Regions from separate parts of the Mus musculus genome. Here all the other regions are linked to region 3. A link is a contact called in public HiChIP or PLAC-seq and promoter capture Hi-C data. All regions are on one chromosome and are shown on one strand. The core of a region is the stretch at or near the end of the contact, and the rest is flanking DNA. Distances in the headings are between cores, read along the strand shown. Region 1 holds the start of P2ry14 (purinergic receptor P2Y, G-protein coupled, 14). Region 2 overlaps Med12l (mediator complex subunit 12-like). Region 3 holds the start of P2ry12 (purinergic receptor P2Y, G-protein coupled 12).

Region 1 (2,895 bases), core at 357-2,856, 130 kb after region 3:
GGTTATTTCAGAAAAGAAAACAGGTCAAGACAGAACATTTGTGTGCACTTTCACAATTAAAAAACAAATGCTGCCTTTATATATCTTTTAAAAATAACGAGTAGGCTGAGCAATGGGTAGTGGGGCTGGATTTGTGCAGTTTCCATGAAGTCACACAGGAAAATAGATTACAAGGTAGAAGGGAAGTGAAGACAGCACACAGGAACTATTTTCTAATGCATCTGCAAAGGATGCTAGAAGAACAGTTTGATAGTTGCTTAGGAGATACGAGACAGTTTGAGGAACTTTTACTTTTGATTCGGTAAGACAGAGTTGGGCGGGAGGGGAAAATGGTGAGACCAAAAAAAAAAGAGAGAGAAATCTAAGAAAGACCAGAGAAAATGCTCCAGGTCCAGTGCTGGGTGGAAGCATTCAAAGTTGGCTTAAGCACATGGAGGAACCTCGGCATAATGGTACAGAGAGATGGTGTGGTATTGTGTTAATCCAGAGTACAACTGGAGAGCAAAAAAAAAAAAAAAAAAAAAAATCCATGGGAACAATTTGTTAAATACTCAGAAACAGGTCAGTTAGCAAACCAACATGGAAATAGTGCTATCCAAAATCAGACCGGAGTTGTGCTGATAAACTGGAGAAAGGTCGGAAGTCCCTACGCACCACTAAAGGATGGTGCAGACTGGGCACAATTAGCATCCCACAAGGACAGGGCATGTGTGTCCCAAAGAGGGGGCTGGCATCTTTTGAACCACTCTCTGCTCATCTGTTGCTGCATTGCCAGTACAGGGCAAGGCTCCTGTGGACACCCACACAGGTGTGCTTTACTCTCAGATAAATGTTCAGTTTTCCAGAAAAAATAAAGCAAAGGGGAGTGGGGGAACCTTAGCTAGTTAAAACCATGTGAATCAAAACTTTAAAATGAATCCAAACAGAGAACACTGTAGCTATTATTACTACAGCTTCACACAAAAGGTCATGGCTAGACATGGGAACAATCCATCCTCCTGCCGGCTGGGTTCCTCTCCCTCTTCACACACCCCTTCATGCTGTTTACCCTTGATCAGGCCTTGACAATCTGTAACCCTTAGCAAATCTACATCAGCTCCAACTTATATAAGCACAAACTAGAGCCGGCCTCCAAAAGCTGGTGGAAATCTGTACTGCTGGATGCTCAGGAATTTGGCGAGCCATCAACATTTCAGAGGGTACTTTAAATGTTTTGGTTTGAGCCCTAATGCAGCACTTCCCGCTTGTCAACATGAACAGCCCAAGCTAAAAAGCAAAGTACATTTCCCTCAGTACCAGTCAGATGTTATACTAAGTCGCTGAACCAATCTTACCTACAGGGACTGTGGAGGCCAGAAGAATTGGTAAGTAGGAAAATTCCATCCAGTTCAGGGTAGAGTCAAAGACTACAGGTAATCCCAAAGTAAGATGGCTTTCTGCACTTTGAGTCTCCGAAATTGTTCCTATGTGATGAATGGAACACTGGATTTATAGGTGAGACTGGACTTTCCCTACGTTCAGCAAGGTAATGAAGCATGATTTTCTTCTGTGGGCTCACGGACTAGGAATTGGGAGTTCCTCTTTTAAGCAAGCTCTCAGGCTGATGCAGAATAGCAGTGTGCAGTAGCAGAGATGGGGTTAAAAGGAGTTATCTGATCCTGTGAAGGGGACAAGTGCAGCTGGGTTATGACGCAACCCTCGGAGCAAAGGCAGCTCAATAACTAAAATGCTTAGGAAAGAAAACAAATACAGAGCATGAAGGCCGCCACCCCAGCAGAGCTGAAGCCAGACGTGAAGGAGTTCATGTAAGGGAGTCCCTGCTGTCCTCCAGACACACTGATGCCTGGGCTACGGATGGGGACGGGGACGCAATGGTAAGTCACACTCTAATTTCAAAAGAGAGAAAGAGGAATCAGAGTGGCCTCCTGGTGCTTGTGTCTTAGGGTTTATATTTTCATTTCCTTGATCCTTAAGTTCTGATTTCTTCCTCTAAGGCTTAAAAAAAAATACGTAAAGAGTGGTTTTAGTTTCAATTCACGAGTGGCGAGGATGAAGAAGATACTTACAAAGTTCCATCTATAGTCTACTTTTCTGTAAATTGTAAAGTAACTTAAATGAAGCCTGACTAACATTTTTGTAACCTAAAATATACTTATGGTAAGCTCTAGTTTATTTATTCAACCACCTAAAGATTGATAGGTTAAAAAAAAAAACCTCATTTGATGGAAAATTTGTAAACTTGCAACTGTAGGGAGAGGTTTTGAGACTCAACCACAGCGTGCCCTCATGCTGAAGGAAGTTTAAAAGAAGTAAATTCAGTATTTACTATATCCTGACAACTTTAAAATATTAGCTAATCACAAGAAATTGTTATGGGTTGGGGTATAAAATACCTATGACCACTCTTCCTAAAAATAAAGAAGACCCTTCTCTGCCTTTAGCTCATGTCATGTGCACAAGAGCCAAGAGACACTGTGACAGCATGTCATGATTTTATATGACAGGGAGGATTTCTAGTTAACAGGTCCATGCACTGAGCTCATAGGTTACTGTCCTCCACCTTTAAGACTTGGAACACATGCTGTCAGATCGTCAGGTCACTGGGTGTTCCGAATAGGCAGGGGACACTGGAAAAAAAAATCTCTGTATGTCTCTGTCTTACCAATCTGAAACTGAGTTTAGCAAGTTTCAGAGTCAAGGTGACTTGTCTAATTAAAGGGCAAGACTAGTACTCAGAGAAACCATCCGGCTCCCAATCTATTTCCTTGTCTCTAGCATACAATGACTATGACTAATAAAAAATGTAATTTATGCATGAATAGGAGAGAAATGCAAGACTGTGCAGAACTGGCTAGCCCTTTAGCTGGATGTTTACATAATAAGGGCAGTAATCGA
Region 2 (3,243 bases), core at 299-2,798, 180 kb after region 3:
TATCCACTATAGACCCAGAGACATCAGGCCCAGTAACCATGGGGTAAAACCTCTACAATATAATGATCCAAAATAAATCTTCCCTCAGTTAAGTATTCTGTCCCAGCAATGGAAAACTGACTGACATACTTGATGGTACCTCCTTGGCTTATACTTATATGGACTTGTTTTCCTTACATTAAGTAGCTATTGCTATTAAGTGCCTAGTTACATGAGAGGCACTATGAATACTTAATGCTGCACTAATAATGGGTTCACAACATCTTATGTCATCTAGCAATGACATGCCCTTTTATAAATGTAAGCAAATTATCCACAGGTACCTCAAAGCCTGCTGATTTCACAGCTGAGGGGCTTCCTGTCAGCCATGCCCCTGCCTCCACTTGCAAATACCTTCCTCTCTTGTCTGACTGTACACCAACTGTAATACACCTTTCATGAATCCGTGAACCCCTCTCCTTCAAGACAAATCCTAGTGGTATATCCTCCTCCCTGTCACCATACCAGCAGCCTTTCAGTGAGCTCAGAAGCCCAAAGTAAGAAAACACACCCACATCCTTGGAATGATGTGGCAGGCATGAGGCCAGGGACTAAGGATGTGATGGAAGGCATAAGGCACAGCCCCTGACATCACAGAGCAGGCGTCTGAGAAAGGTAACTGTGCCCAAGCACAGCCAAGAAAGAAACAAAGCCCTCCTATTTCTGGTGACAGTAATCAAGCACAATGCCTAAACCGGGTGGACTCAGGTAAGTACAGGACATGCTGAACTTGAGACTTCTGTTACCTAAGAACTCTAAACTTTGAGCACAAACTGGTATGAAACCATCATAAACAAGCACTATGTAGGTTTTGCGGTTGGAGTTTCATGGTGATACTAGGAGCAGAGACTGAGAAAACGACCCATGCTGTGCTGTCCTGAAGCACTCTGCTCTGGCTGGGGCATCTGGCCTGGCTGTTTCATTACTTGGAAAGAAGTCTGTTCACAGGGGCCCCAGAAAGAGAATTGAAAAGCAGCTTTTCCTGCCTGCCACCCTTGGGTCTTCCCTCTTCTCCACGTTCCTGAAGCGCCCAAACGTGCAGTGCAGCCTCTGCTCTCACACCAGGCAGGATCAAAAGCAGAGAGGCCAAGAGGAAGGAAGTGGTCCAAGAGCTCTGCAAAGCTGTGGGGCCCTCCCCACCTGGCGGCCTGGAGATGAGGTCACCAGTAACTGCCTAGTCAGTACCGGGAAGCTGAGGGCTCCGTGGTTCACTCCCCTCAGGTGACTGCTGGGCCCAGAGGCCACTGTCAGACAGCCTCTGAGCTCTGAATTGAATGCGAGAATTTCTTCCTTTTATAAGACACAGAGTGGAAAAAATACTAAAACACAAGGTGCATTCCCTACCTTCTTTACAGCAGCACTCAAGTTGACACCGCCCCAGCAGGGAAAGAGTAAAAGCAGCTCACATTCCATGAGCTATTAGTGAAAGCGTGCCCCCAGCACGGGCAGGGTCAGCTCCTCTCACCACAGGCAGAGCCTGGTGTCAAATGTTCTCACCTGTACTCTACAATTTCTAACGGACTTTAGCTGACTATTGAAGCTGAGGCTGTACGCAAATCAGGACTCTCCACCTCCTACAAGGATGTGAAGGATCAGATTTCCCTCTTAGCCATTACAAAGCAGTCTGCAAGGACTACAGAGACAGGAGGGGCTGAGGTCCCCCCAGCTGGTATGAGAAAGAACACCCCTTGTAAAAGCAAACATCAAACCACCATGACTAGAGAGAGGTTGCTAACTTTATCTCCCACCACGCATGCAACATCAATCCTGGACAAATTATAGGACCCAAGAAAAAAAGGAGGTACATTTTAAAGATGGGAGATACATATCTGAGTCTTAACCAACCACTCAATATATCTCCATCTTACTAGAGAACAGGTACATAATGTTGGTTCTTCCAATAAAATATAAGCTATTTTATTACTGGCCACAGTAGCAATTTTTGGAACATACTTATTATGTTTTATAATCTCAATGGATATTCATGCTCAAGTGTTGTATAACTATGCGAAAACTCTGAGCACACAACTGTGAGTAACTTGCTCTAAGCCACACAGCTACCATCCAATATTTACATGTGAATTCCAGGAATAACAAGTAACTCAGTGCTCAGGAAAACAGTGGCTCCTGAGCCAGGCACGGTGGCACACGCCAGCAATCTCAGCACTAAGCAGGCAAGGCAGGAAGATTTGGAGTTCAGAAGTCTCCCTGAGCCACAGAGGACCTTATCTCCAAATAAGAAGGGAAAAAGAAAGGGAACAGAAAAAGAGGGGAGGAGAGGGGAAGGGGAGGGGAGGAGAGGGGAGGGGAGGGAAGGGGAGGGGAGGGGAGGTTGATTCTTTGGTTCAGTGGACAAGTAAAACCGTCTGTTATCATTATTTAAAATTGTAAATGGACAAGTAAAACTGTCACTTGCAAACTTATACATAAATACATGCCTTAATATAAATGCATATTAAAAACTAAAGCCACGTTTTAAAGATGTTAATGCTATAAACTTAACATTTTAAGTATTTAAACATTAATGTTTAAATATTTAATGTTACAGAAGGGGCCGTCCATACAGATATCCTCCCAGATTAAAAGTTAGGAAGCGTGAACTAAAAGTTAACAATACTGTCTTTGTTTTACTCAAAGGCACCACATTAACCACAAAGCCACTCACATCTCTTCCCAGAATGCAATCAATATTCAAATCACCATTAAACCTCTCTTGCATCCCCATCCAAACTGCTACATCATCCAGGACTTGGTCTAAAGCCCATACTGCCCTCTAGTGGCGAATACCATGACACATGCATAGCAGAGAATGCCTTCCTTAAGATGTGGCTCAAATTCTACCCTGCTTTCTCAGATCAAATACAGTCAGACAGGTAGCATTGGGGTCTGAGTACGAATATCCCCTACACCCTCACATTTTCCAATACCTGGTCTCCAACCAGTGGTAGTTGGGAAGGTTATGGGCCCTTTAAGATGTGGAACCTTGCTGGGGAAGTGTCACTGAAGGCAGACTGGGGTCTTATTACCTGGGCCCATTTCCTAGTCTCTCTACTTTCTGTGTGGGGATGAAACACCAAGACACTGCTTCCGAACTGACAGGCCAGCTTCACCCTCCTGCTGTCACATCCCCTGCCTATTATGAAAGGCAGTAGCCCGCCCCTCTGGCATGTAAGCCAAAATAATTTCTTCCCTAACTTCTTTTGA
Region 3 (3,148 bases), core at 601-3,100:
GAACGAGCTAAGGGAACTCAGTAGACAGGAATGTTCATCTAAGCAGTGTGAACTGGGGTTCAGGACTTTGCAAGTTCAGTTCTCCAGTGCTCTGTACCACCTGACACTCCTTAAGGCATCTAAAAGTGAGCTAAAATATTTTAGTATAAAATGACATTCTCATTCAAGTATGTTGTAGAAAATATAATCTCTCAAGTATCCTGTAAAGTTGCTGTTAGAACCATCTCAGGAATCCATTATTTTTAGTATTATACAAGATTTAAAAGTCAATATATAGTCTGCCTCTGATGTATGAACTCAATTTAGTATATATTTCATGTACATGTATGTGGCTTTCTCTGAATAAAATTTTTTGGGAGAAAATTAATTACAGAAACAGGTACAACACAAATTAAGTCTTTCAATTCCAAGGTATCTTTACTGAATCCAGGTAAGGAATTCAATTTTGTTTCTGAAAAATAGCATGCTTTTATTTGTAATACTAATGGGTAACATTTCTTAGTAATTTTGCAAGTATACCTATTTAAAGACATTTCTCCTCAAAACGGCCAAGGTACCCCGCCCCCCATGTGAGCATATCTGTTTTTGTCTGTCTTCCTCTTTAAGTGTGACTTCTTCTGACACTACCAGTAATGTCACCACCCACTGCTGTCTGCCATGTGATGAAATCGTTCTCCTGAGTAGAACTCACATCTAAATGGCTCCTGGATGCCTTCTGAAAGAAGCCCAAGTCACCCTTATTGTGACTTCTGGTTTTCCCCTCCCATGGCCACACTGCTATGGCATTTGAGTTAACTCTGAATTCTGGTGGCATGGTTTTTCCTCTTAACAGTCACCTTTCTTGCCTTTCCTTAAACTTTCCCCACCTGTCCTATACTTTTCTGTATACTTAGTCCGTCAGGATGGTCTGTGTGTCCACTATTGTAGGACCCCTGTTCTGACTACCTCTGCCTGTGTGACTTAAACCGTTCCCCGTTGGTGCCATCATGACCTGACCTGCACGTCCCGTTGCATGTAAAAGTGCATCTACTTCCCCCTAAGGGCAGGGATTCCCTCCACCATCTCCATTGCTGCAGTGCCAATGGCTACTCAGGCTGGCCTTTCTGTTATTTTAAAGAACCTTCCAAAGCGTTGTATAGAAAGCAAATGCCCATCTAATACTGCTTCTTAGAGACTACGTAGTGTTGTAACACAAGTTTTACTAAATACTGCTTACTCAGCAAATGAAAATTCTTATCAGCACACATTTTCTTATATAAACATAGCTTGTTTCCTATCCTGATGTAAAATAATAATTTTATTTTACTTTTATTTCTTATGCTAAGCTGTTACTTAAGTTTTTGGTAGATTCTAGAAATGCCCTGAAGTCCAGATAAGCATTTTAATTGGGAGATCTTTGAAGATAATGGCTTTTTTCTTTTTCTTTTTGCAATGCCAATAGCTATTGTGCTTTGATGACAAAAATTATACCACTGAAAATTAAGAAAAGTCACTTGGCTTCTATAACTAGATATATTTATATATGTGGGAAAAAACATTTACTCTTGCCTGTTTTTTATCAATAGAGTCAAATCCAGCAATTTTGTTTCCCTTTGTATCGATCAAAGAACCCATGGGTTCACACGTGATGACATCGCAGGTCTGCTTTGGCAAAGGCAGCAACTGTCGAACTTTGTCAATGCTTTCTGACCTCTTGTCTCCTAGTTCTTTCTAGAAGAAAGAGGGGGGAAAAATGTAAAAGCAAGAGAGAAGTGAGGCAAAAATTCTGACTTTACAATGAAGCAAAAGCTAACAAGAAGGAAGTTCCCCAGTGACACATTTCCTTTTTTTTAGGGCTAGTATGTCTTTAGTCCTTAGCGCAGTCTATGGAACAGCTGCAAATTGGACTGGTGAAATGTTTCATTTCTTCTATTCAAGTAGAAAATCAGGGTGCACACAAAGGCAGTCTTGTTCTCCATGACAAATCAGAGTGCTGAAATGACAAAACGCCAGTGTCATTTGCTGTCACACAGCAGGAGCTGCCGCACGGACACTTTCCCGTATCCAGGGTCACAGTGCAAGGTAACCATCAGCTTTTTTACTGTAACGTCTTCAGATTATGTATTTGCAATGTCTATTTGCCGTTCATGTCCAGGACTGTTAGTGGATTTACAAATTCAATGCAGAGCTCATTTTTTTTTTTCCCACTTGCATGTGTAAATCCAAGCATGGGTTCAAAGGAAATCTGACACTGGAGTTTTGGTTAGATATCTGATAATGCATTTTTAAAATCCTTAAAAATTAAAACACATTTTATTTGAGCACACCTTTTCAGAGAAAAAAATCGTTCAAATATCATGCTTGTAATTTTGAAGGACTGACAGAGTAGGTAAGATAACAAATAACCACAATCTGCTGAATCAGCTACACATGTAGATTAATGAGGAGGAAATTAAGACAATAATCCATAAACAACATGATTTCAGAGTAGAGGCTGATCACAAGCTTACTTTCAGTTTCTTTACTAAGTTCATGTATGCACGTTTGTTCTCTTCTGATCCCCCGGGGGAAGCACTTGATAGGTCAGAAGCCAGGGTTCCATTGATTAAAACACCCAGCATGTCAAGAACCGTTGTGAATAATTCACTGAGAAGAAAGAAAACCCCATTTTATTCTCACAAACAAAACCCGGACACACAGAATTGCCTAAGCATTTCTACTGAAAGTGCTAAGTTTTTAATGACAGCTAAATCAGTAAGTGGCAGAATTTCCTGTCAGTAGACAAAAGCTTGTACCATGCATGCATGCAGGGGAAAAAAAAAGGTATAAAATGATAAAAAACAAAATAAAACAAAACAAAAACCCAACATACTTGTTAGTGTGCATGTCAACAGTTCCCGAAGTAATTATCTGGAGGAGTAGGAGGGCCCAGTCGGTGGTCCCCTGCGTGCTCCGCTGTACCGTGTCAAACATTCCTCCTACCTAGCATACAAAATATGATAAAGATTTTGTATTGCTACCCCTATTACCATATGTGCCCAAATGTTGATTTGTTAAACCAGAAGTGATGTTAAGAACTGGTTCTTGCTAGCCACACTATGGATTATCCTACAACTGTCTCTTCTAGCTATGTGGTTATCACTGTTTATGGTTCTTTCCACAGAGGCTA

Evidence for each region. Promoter capture Hi-C pulls out the DNA fragments that hold promoters and counts their contacts. HiChIP or PLAC-seq counts read pairs in DNA pulled down with a chosen protein or histone mark.
Region 1: a promoter capture Hi-C map of macrophages shows a contact between it and region 3, with 10 read pairs. The contact joins the promoter of P2ry14 here to the promoter of P2ry12 in region 3. A contact is called at or near these places in 6 of 39 promoter capture datasets (the HPC-7 cell line, embryonic stem cells, epiblast stem cells and 3 more), 9 of 484 Hi-C or Micro-C datasets (CD4 T cells, LSK cells, bone marrow-derived macrophages and 5 more), 8 of 115 datasets of contacts at active chromatin or transcription factors (CD8 T cells, the HPC-7 cell line, bone marrow-derived macrophages and 4 more) and 3 of 9 other capture datasets (adipose tissue, liver and pancreatic islet).
Region 2: a contact with region 3 is called in a CTCF HiChIP or PLAC-seq map of CD8 T cells, with 9 read pairs. The contact joins the enhancer-like site here to the promoter of P2ry12 in region 3. A contact is called at or near these places in 7 of 39 promoter capture datasets (the 3T3-L1 cell line, the C10 cell line, the HPC-7 cell line and 4 more), 1 of 15 datasets of contacts at CTCF or cohesin (CD8 T cells), 5 of 484 Hi-C or Micro-C datasets (CD8 T cells, LSK cells, common lymphoid progenitors and 2 more), 2 of 115 datasets of contacts at active chromatin or transcription factors (CD8 T cells and effector CD8 T cells) and 4 of 9 other capture datasets (adipose tissue, liver, macrophages and 1 more).

Annotation. Positions count from the first base shown.
Region 1 is chr3:59,129,473-59,132,367 of GRCm38.p6, reverse strand. It overlaps P2ry14 (purinergic receptor P2Y, G-protein coupled, 14), which reads left to right and starts at 1,606. Exons shown (of 2, transcript NM_001287124.1): 1 at 1,606-1,874. The coding sequence starts at 1,872. All of the region lies in intron 15 of Med12l (mediator complex subunit 12-like), which reads right to left.
Region 2 is chr3:59,079,041-59,082,283 of GRCm38.p6, reverse strand. The region is part of intron 10 of Med12l (mediator complex subunit 12-like); the gene reads right to left. Among named protein-coding and RNA genes, the nearest start is that of Gpr171, 21 kb to the left of the region's middle. Within about 2 kb of position 1,548, at least 83 of the 459 cell types and tissues checked have an H3K27ac peak or open chromatin away from gene starts, as enhancers often do. A contact at or near this core is called in CD8 T cells, the HPC-7 cell line, LSK cells and 1 more, where this site is marked.
Region 3 is chr3:59,261,687-59,264,834 of GRCm38.p6, reverse strand. It overlaps P2ry12 (purinergic receptor P2Y, G-protein coupled 12), which reads left to right and starts at 1,850. Exons shown (of 5, transcript NM_001357008.1): 1 at 1,850-2,061. It overlaps Med12l (mediator complex subunit 12-like), which reads right to left. Exons shown (of 44, transcript NM_177855.3): 33 at 2,852-2,961; 34 at 2,490-2,625; 35 at 1,549-1,710.